Linked DNA regions of Mus musculus: region 2 is linked to region 1. The links are chromatin contacts, called in public HiChIP or PLAC-seq maps. All regions are on one chromosome and are shown on one strand. Each heading gives the region's core, a stretch centred on a gene start, on an enhancer-like site or on the middle of the called end of the contact. The rest is flanking DNA. Distances are from core to core; before and after follow the strand shown.

Region 1 (4,544 bases), core at 1,681-4,180:
GTGACCCCAGGCATTGATCGTGCACAGTCGCAGGTACCGCACTCGAGAGGAGCAGGTTAGGGTTGAGAGAGCCTGATGAAAAATCCTGTCTGTCCCCAGCTCTGATTTAGAAGGCCCAGGTGCAGTCCTACAGTCCCCGGGCAACACAGAGTGACACTGAACTTCCCAGCAAGTGAGAGAGGCCTGCATCCAAGGCCCCCTCCTATACCAAATCCTCATTCCAAGAGCGCACCTCACAATCCTGCAACCAGTCCTTCGGTGGCAGCGTCTGAAAGCATGCACAGTTCAATGACTTCTTGCAGACACAGGAAATCCACGCACTCAAGTCCAGCTCGAGATGTTCCTCGGAGCTCTTCAGAGTCGGCACTGCAACACAAAGGAGCAGGCAGCCTTCCTCCAGACTCCTCTCTAGGATTTGCCCAGGTATAGTGCCACCACTTGGGGGGGGGTTTCTTGCCTCAGCTTGTGGTCATGCCTCTGCCTGCCCGTGAGCCTCTCACAGATGAGGCATTCAAGAAACTTGGTGGTGTAAGCCTGTAATCCTAGTAAATTTGAGGCCAGCCTGAGCTGCGCAGCGAGAATACATTTCAAGGAAAACTAAGCCGTGAACTCTCTCCCTTACTAGGTAATAATCATCGCTCAGACTCTTACATTCCTGCTCGAAGTACCATGTACTTGGCAGCATTCGAGGTAACTGTTTATTGCATACGGAGCCCTGTGAGTTAATACAGATAGCGCCATTAGCCCCGTGGCCATCTTGGCTGAGGCTGGGAAATACAATCGCTACAAGCCTGCTGGGACCCATCTTTCTCTCCCCAGCATGGATAGAAGATGAAGTCCATCCCCTGCTCTGGAGAGCAGGGTATGAGGAGCTATTTGGTACCTGTACCCTCTGCTGAGCCCCTCAACACTCTGTCACCCTTTATAGGGTAGGGAGGGAGGCTCAAGGGGATTAAAAGACCCGGCTGAGGTCATGTCGTACTGCAGCCTGGATTAAGCCAGGATCACGTGATGGCAACGCCATATGTTTTCTAGTTTGAACTCCTGAATTCTCCCCCCTCCCCCCAACTCTCCCTCCTCCCTTTCAGGTTAAGTATAATCCTAGAAGCCATGAACTGCACTTAGGTGACTGAGCTTTACAAGGATATTTAAGAGTTCTAATGGAGCTTTTTAACAGAAAGGCACATACACACATGCGCGCGCGCGCGTGTCTTTTGGGATGTCTGTTGGGGTGGGAAATGCACCTTACAATGAACAGCGCTGGCCCCAGGACAGCCTGTGAGCCACAGAAATGGTGGACAGGCACATTGTCAGTGGTTTAGCATGCTTTTGGCGCCATCTAGTGGTCGGAGGGGGGAATGTGCCTCTGAGAAAACCCATTCTCCCCCAAGTCATTGGAGCGTGCTTGCCTCCAGGTGAGTAACGTTAGAGCACAGGTTACCCATGATCCTTCCTACTGTGCGCACGGATGTATTTGTCTTTCCTCGTGAGCTCAAGTGTTTTTTTTTTTTTTTTCTATTTCCAAGTCTTCCTACGTTTAAAGAGAAATTCTTTAAAAAGAATTTCCAGAAGCTGGGCGTGGTGGCACACGCCTTTAATCCCAGCACTCGGGAGGCAGAGGCAGAGGCAGGCGGATTTCTGAGTTCGAGGCCAGCCTGGTCTACAAAGTGAGCTCCAGGACAGCCAGGCCTATACAGAGAAACCCTGTCTCGAAAAACAAAAAGAAAAAGAAAAAGAAAAAGAAAAAAAAAGAAGAAGAATTTCCAGAAGATTCGTGTTTTAGATCACTCTTCATACAACAATGCGTAGTTTATCTGGGTCCCCTACGCTGGCATGGACAAGCCTCGTGCTGTAGGAATACCCCAGACCGGCTTTAGGCAGAGGTCAGATGCCTCAGAGCGCCACTTCACTGGCAAACCCACGGCTTCCGCGTATTTCCCAGCAACCTCGGGCCAGGCTTCTGTGAGGACGGTGACGTTTGCGTGGCAATCCTATAAGGTTGGTGTGATTGTTCCCATCTGATAGCTGTAACGCACCCAGTGAGGTTGTGACAAAAAGCGATTGGTGAATTGCGTGGTGAGTGAGAAGCCAAAAGCGGCAGACGGGAGGCCAAAAGCAGGGGAAAGACTGATCACAAAACAGCGCTGCCCCCAAAGAAGGCACAGGGAGAGCGCACATACTCCTGTGGGGGTCGGCCCACTCCTAAGCATTCTCATTAAGGAGTACACGCCTGGGCTTGTTTAAGATCATAAAGCCCATGTTTAAAATACTAAAGCAAAAACGAGCATACCCCTGGGGCATGCTAGTTTGCCCCATAGAATTTTAGATGAAAATAAATGAAAAGCTACTTTGAAGGAGCATTAATAAGAGGGGTTTCACCAAAGGTGCCTACCTCACTCCGGGACAAAGAGTATCACACAGGTTCATTCCCTGTCAGGCAGGCCCGTTTACCTAACTTCCCCTGATTTCTTCTAAAGCGGTGTCTCTACTCTGAGCATTTTGTTTTGCCCTTTATTTAGATATATTATCTTTCTCTAAGGAAGATACTTAAACCCTGTAAAGGGATCGTTCCATTCCGTGTCATCTTTATTTGTACAGATTCTCACAGATTGATTATCTATTCAAGGGCTTCCATCCTCAGCATGCGTCCTTCTGTAAGGAACACGGTGTTGATATTCCTCAAGATGGAACTGGGATTCCCCAGGGTCTGAGAGAAACTCGGATGTTAAATATTAACCTGCAAACGTGTTTTCCCATGGAAGAGGGCAGCCAACAGGATACTGTCAAAGGATAAAGGCTGGGGGGGGGGGGGGGGGGATTGTCCAAGAGCTCCCTCTTGAGGCCAACCTAGAACAACCTAGAAGTAGGCAATAGGCGAGCTGGGTTAGTGTTCCTGGTAAACCGATTTCTAGGCAGGTCATAAAGTGAGTCTGCTCGTCCCGGGCTCAGGAGAGGTATCGCGGTGAACAGTGACTGGGTTACTGATTCCCCCAAAGCCCGTAGGATTCCAGTGCTGACAAAAATAGCAGGCTGCTCCAGTCTTCCCCATGCATATCACGAAGTATCAGACTCCTTGGCAGGGACTGAGCATGTCTGATCTTGGCAGGAACGGGGTTGGGGGTGAGAGGGTGGAACCAGGGGAGGCAGAACAGTGTGCGCATGGGTGGGTGGGGAAAAGGAAAGGGGTTGTTTGAGAGGTTTGGGGGAGAAGTTGGGTATTCTCAAGAAGAGCCGGACGAGACTAAGTCTGGCAGATAAAAATACAGAGAAATGTAGAGAAAGAAATATAAGACATGCACACAACAGTTCCCAAGATTGAATAACCATATGGGACGAACACGGGCCAGATAAGACAGATGGCTCCTGGCCGGTGAACGGGGGTGGGGGTGGGGGTGGGGGTGGGGGTGAGTGACGGGCACGGGGTTTCAGACTCTGGCTAGCAAGGGCCCTTGACAGCTCCGCTCACAGTGCGCAGGTCGGTGTCTTGAGTTTAGGAAGGAGAAGAGAAAAACCCGAGATTTTGGGGGTTTATTTTTGTATGTGTGTGAGAGGACGTGGGAGCCAGATAAAAGCACAGCGTGGGACAGCAGTAATGGGACAGCAGTAAGGGGCAGCCTCTCACTTCCCATCGGGCGGGCTATCTGCGCAGGTCTGGGCACACAACAGTTGTCACTCCTGACCCTCCCGCTGGGAAAGACAGTGCTGGCAGAAACCTCCTGTCCAGCTGGCTGAGGAGCCACCCAAATGTCCAGGAAGGAGGACCAGCTGGTTGGCTGTACCGGGACCAGAATGATGAGCCCCACAACCTGACCTTGTCACCACCGTACACTCTCATCAGGTTATAGCTCTCTTTTTATTACTTGTGGAGGAAGTATAAAAAACAAAAACAAAAACCGAATTTCTGATGGCTGAGAAGGTGTAGAGGAGCCATCTGCCTCCGGATTACATAAATCCGCACTTCTGGTCTCACCACCGCCCTATCCGTTTGATGAGGAGGTCCAGAATGTCCATCTTTCTCTGGGAATCTAGAGCCTGTACCTTGTGGGTGGGCGGATGGGGGGGGGCAGATATGAACGGTTTCAAAGATGATTCCTCAACTTCTACAGGTCCCACAGACTGGCAAGACCATAATCTGTTCCTTGGGGGTCCTTCAGGGGCCATGGATGTACTAGTCAATACTGTTCCCATCGAATCTTAAGTGTGTGCTGGTGTCTGTTTCTAATTATGCTTGGGGCACTAATCTTACATCACAGTGTGTGTGTTTTTACATGTGTGTGTTACTTTGAGCTATCTTCTCATGTGTGTTTGGCCACCACTAATTGGGAAAAGGCATTTTTAGTATCTGTTCTATCTTTGTAGAGCTGCCCTATTTAGGGAAACACTTTTTTCTTCTTTTTTCTTTTTCCTTTTTATGGTAGGAGCCTGCAGTTTATTGAGTGAGAAGGAAGGGATGGAAGCACACCAAGTATCACACAGAATCACATACCCTACATGACCTTTCTCAACATGAAAAATTTGCCATGGACACAAATGAAGAATTGTTC
Region 2 (4,544 bases), core at 1,429-3,928, 180 kb before region 1:
GCCTAGTGTGGTCCTGCCATTGCAGGTGGGAAGTGACAGTCCTAGAATCTGTTACAAAGTAATCAGTCATGTGTCCCCTCTGACTTCCTTCTTTAAGATATCCTATCCTATCAGAGGCTGGAGAGATGGCTCAGTGGTTAGGAGCACTGATTGCTCTTCCAGAGGTTCTGAGTTCAATTCCCAGCAACCGCATGGTGGTTCACAACCATCTGCAATGGGATCTCTTCTGGTGTGTCTGAAGACAGCAACAGTGTACTCATATGAATAAAATAAATAATTCTTTAAAACAATAAATGACTTCCCATCAGGCCAGATGTGGCTAGCCTGCTCTACATAGTAAATTCCAGGACAGCCAGTAGGGCTATGTAGAGATAGATACACAGACACATTCATTGCCATCCCCACCCCCCTCGATTTTTCTTTTCTTTAACCAAACAGGAAAATCCTGTGTAGCTCTGAATGTCCTGGAACTCAAGTGTAGACCAGGCGGTCTCCAACTCCTCCTGCCTGTCTCTGCCTCCAAACCATCCTGAGAGATTAAAAAAAAAAAAAAAAGTCATCATGCTAGCCTGAGAGACTTGCTCTTTAAAAAATAAGCCATCAGATCAGGACAGCAGAAGGCCTTTTTTTTTTTTTTTTTTTTGCATAGGGAACACTTAAGGCTGGTTGTGTATACAAGGTAGTCTTACTCAGCACATTTCTGCGAATTCCAATGGAGGTGGGAGGACCAGAGTTTCTGCCAGCCAGCTGAAAGTTCCCTGAGCCCCTGGGGTGTGGCTCTCAGTGATCTAAGTGCCTGTCTTTGTCCTCCTGAGGCAACCCAGTGATTTGGGTGGGGCATGCTCACCCAAATCGGTAAGAAATTTGAACCTCGGAGCTAGTAGGATCTAACTCCAGAGCGCGCGCGCGCACACACACACACACACACACACACACACACACACACGACTGTAGGTGACAAAGAGGTCTCAGAGAATTCACTGGCAGTGAATCCAGTGGACCAAGACACTCTAAATAGTCAAAATAACTTCCCTTCACCTAAAGAGAAACTCATTGAAAATTGGGGGTGTTACGTTTGAAGTGTGCTTATATGTCTGCTGGTCTGTGTTAAAGCTGCATGTATTCAAAATAAAAACACAAACATGAAGAATCCCACAGTTGCGCACTGTAAGAACCCATGTCACACAGACAGACCAGGAAGAGCTACTTCCAGGGACAAACCACTTTTCACTGACTTGAGATGAGAAGAAGGCCCGTCATTAAAATCAAACCTGCAAACCGTGAAACCATGACCTGATTTCAGAGACGTTCGTGGGTGAATGTGCACCCTGAAATACTCAGAGCGTGGTATGCGTGCATTGTGGTTCCCTTGTAAAGGCCCTCATATAGTCCATACCCAAATACTTCCTGAGGTAGCAACCCGAGGGCACACAGGACACAGAATATTCCCAGGGCCCATGCTGGACCCATGTCCTCTTTGATAAGACAGTAGAATCCTGGAGCAGGACAGGATGTATCCGAAGTGTAGATAGGGGACAGTGTACGTGGGTGCTCGTGGAAGTTCAGGCATCTGAGTGACATGTTGCAGGGATGACCTGAATGTACTCCTGGGGACGGTGGCTCCAGAGCCACAGGGGAGCAAAGCCTTGTGGAGCCGATTCCCAGCCCTGGCTCAGAAGGGAGTCTGTGTATGCAGGTACAAAGAGCCAGCCTAAAATATCTGTGGGGGGAAAAGCAAGCAGTCACGCTTCTTTCTCAAGGCAGTTACAACCACACTGTCTCCTTGTAAAAGGACCACCATCTCCTCCTGCCTCTTCTGCAGTTTGGAGGCAGGTAGGTGCTTTAGTCATTGTTTATTAAAGAAGTAACTGCAGGGACTGGAGAGATGCTTCCTGGCTAAGAAGACTTGCTATTCTTCCATAGGAGCGAAAATGGATTCCCAGCATCCATATCAGGTGGCTCACAAATGCTTTCACTCTTAATCCAGGGACTCACTACCCTCTTCCGACCTCCTTTGGCTTGTTGTGTTCACCTCTCTCTCTCTCTCTCTCTCTCTCTCTCTCTCTCTCTCTCTCTCTCTCTCTCTGTGTGTGTGTGTGTGTGTGTGTGTGTGTGTGTGTGTGTGTGTGTGTGTGTGTACAAATGAAATAGCTGGGAACTTTAAACTCTAGCTGCAGCTCTTACAACGTGTTCAGCTCTGGACAGCTTGAAGAACTCCTGAGAATGAGAGAATGACCTAGCAGTGGCTTTATTTGCACTTAACAGCCCTGTGAGGCAAGCTGCTTGCTGATTGATTATTTTATCACCCTTATCAGCCAGATACCCTCAGGCCCAGGGAGATTAAGGAGCAGGAATCTTGGATAATTGATTTAGGAAGTCTTAAGGCTGCAGGAACAGGCTGGCTCGGGGCAGGCCCGGTGGCCAGTTCTGTTCTTACCAGTCTTCTGTAGCCTTTCTTCTGCTCATTGACTTGAACGCAAACATTAAGCCACATTTCTTGTCTTAGGGTTTCTCCCTATGGATTGAATCATTTCCGGAAACAGCCTTAAACCCTCCTTTTACAGAATTAGGTGGCAGGGCTTAAGAACTTAAGCCCTAGGAGCGTGTCCTGTGTACTACACAGTTTGATGCTTGCAAAGATGTAGTTATAGCTGACATTTTGAAGTAGAAGCATGAGAGTATGGAGTTGGTTGTCTGATGAAGTCAGAGGTGTGGTCTGCAGGACCCTGGCTAATTACCCATATAATATGTGTTAATTAACCCATAGTAATTGTGTCTGGCTGTCCCCTTCCCCGCCTTCTGTGGAGAATTAATGAGGGCACTGGTTTTAGCCATTCATCAGCGTGCTTTGTTTCAGCCTCTGCAACAGAATTACTCAGAATAGCAAGTATCTTCGATTTCACCGTTAGCCTGCAGATGTTTAAAGGATGGATTTCTGTTGGGCTCATTAAATTGAAGGAACTGCATGTTTTCTCCAGGACAAAAACTGTATGGATGGCAACAGCGAACTGTGCAACTAGGTAAATGATCGTTGAATAAGGAAAATAAATGGAATAGCAGCTGCAGAGAAACTGTGAGCGCCAAGCGGCGCGCACACACAGAGCAGGAAGTCTGGGAGGGGTAAGGGAAAAACAAAAGTGATTTACGCTGCCGCCGCCAACGCTCCACAGGCGCATGGACCAGTCATGGCTGCGGTTAAATTATGATGTGCTTGCTGTTCGGGCCTTGATTTCTCAGTTGGTGGCTGTCCAGGAACTCATCAAATCAAGTTAATGGAGAGTTAAATGGCTTTGGAAACAAGCTGGCTCTGGGCAGCTGGAAGCCAGGGCTATGTGCTCTTGGCTTGGCGGAACTCTGAATCGAGCATGCTCTGGCAGGTGAGCTCGTTAAGAGGAGAGTGTGAGGTCTCAGGGAAGCTGCCTGGAAGCAGCCTAGGGTCTTAGGGATGACCTCTTCAGAGTTGCCATGGCTACCCAGCAGTTCTGAGGTAGCAGAAGCTCTGCCACTTCACTGAGCGAGGCAGCTCATACCGAGGGACTGACCCACCTTCCCAGGGTCACAGTTACAGAGGTCAAAGTATTTATAAAGTGGAAGCTGGCTGGATTTTATTACTTTTTCTTTCAATCATGGAGGTTCTCAAATGTACCTAGCATTGAAGAGAATACCACAGTGACCTACAGCCTAGCCCAGCCCGGGTCAAGAGCACCTCTCTCCTATCGATCCCCTTGCCCCTCCCCTCCCCTGTATGTGGACATTTAGAGAGCAAACATCCGATAGCCGCACAAGTGATATTTAGTACATTTGAGTCCTTTGCTTTTTCAAACAGAAAACAGGTTAGCACGCTCAAGGAGTCTGTAGTAATTCAAATAAATTCCCCTGAATGCAGCTCAAATACACTATTTTTGAACAAGCAACACTGTGGAGTCATTGTGTAGATAAAAACCTTTATACGGTAGGCGTGCATCACCTGAAGGTTTGTTGTTGGTTTTGAAAATGCCTGGGATTGAACCTTCACACGTGCTCCACGTAAGTGCTTCTCACTTGTCCTCCATGCAAGCGCTCCACGTCAGAGCTTACTGGTTTATGCCACTTGGCATAGCATCCTCCCTGTTCAGTCCACGAGACAGTGTTTTATCAGAATCCATGTCCTTTCAGGAACTAATGATCGTCCATTGGTGATCACGACACATTTTTGTGTTTCTGTTTGTCTATTGATAGGCATGAGAGTTGCTTCTGCAGTTTTTGTACCTTGAACACAGATTTGCAAAGTAGTCCCACTTCTGATATTTTAAGTGAATTAATTTATCTTTAGTTCATGTGCATTGGTGGTTTTCTCCATATCTGTCTCTGTGGGGATGTCAGATCCTCTGGAACAGGAGTTACAGACGGGTATGATCTGCCAAGAGGATGCTGGGAATTGAACTTGGGTCCTTTGGAAGAGCCTCTTAACCGCTGAGCCATCTCTCCAGAGCCCCTCACCCTATTTCTAATTCTTTTGCATACTTGTATAGAGGTGGAACCGATGAAATCTATGGTAGCTTTCC

Evidence for each region. HiChIP or PLAC-seq counts read pairs in DNA pulled down with a chosen protein or histone mark.
Region 2: a contact with region 1 is called in an H3K4me3 HiChIP or PLAC-seq map of forebrain, with 4 times the contacts expected there. The contact joins two enhancer-like sites. A contact is called at or near these places in 1 of 15 datasets of contacts at CTCF or cohesin (embryonic stem cells), 4 of 484 Hi-C or Micro-C datasets (cerebellum, embryonic stem cells and uterus), 12 of 115 datasets of contacts at active chromatin or transcription factors (embryonic basal ganglia, embryonic forebrain, embryonic limb bud and 7 more) and 1 of 9 other capture datasets (embryonic stem cells).

Annotation. Positions count from the first base shown.
Region 1 is chr17:66,232,102-66,236,645 of GRCm38.p6, reverse strand. No RefSeq gene overlaps it. Among named protein-coding and RNA genes, the nearest start is that of Gm20742, 42 kb to the right of the region's middle. Within about 2 kb of position 2,930, at least 36 of the 459 cell types and tissues checked have an H3K27ac peak or open chromatin away from gene starts, as enhancers often do. A contact at or near this core is called in forebrain, where this site is marked.
Region 2 is chr17:66,415,800-66,420,343 of GRCm38.p6, reverse strand. All of the region lies in intron 3 of Mtcl1 (microtubule crosslinking factor 1), which reads left to right. Among named protein-coding and RNA genes, the nearest start is that of Mtcl1, 32 kb to the left of the region's middle. Within about 2 kb of position 2,678, at least 98 of the 459 cell types and tissues checked have an H3K27ac peak or open chromatin away from gene starts, as enhancers often do. A contact at or near this core is called in forebrain, where this site is marked.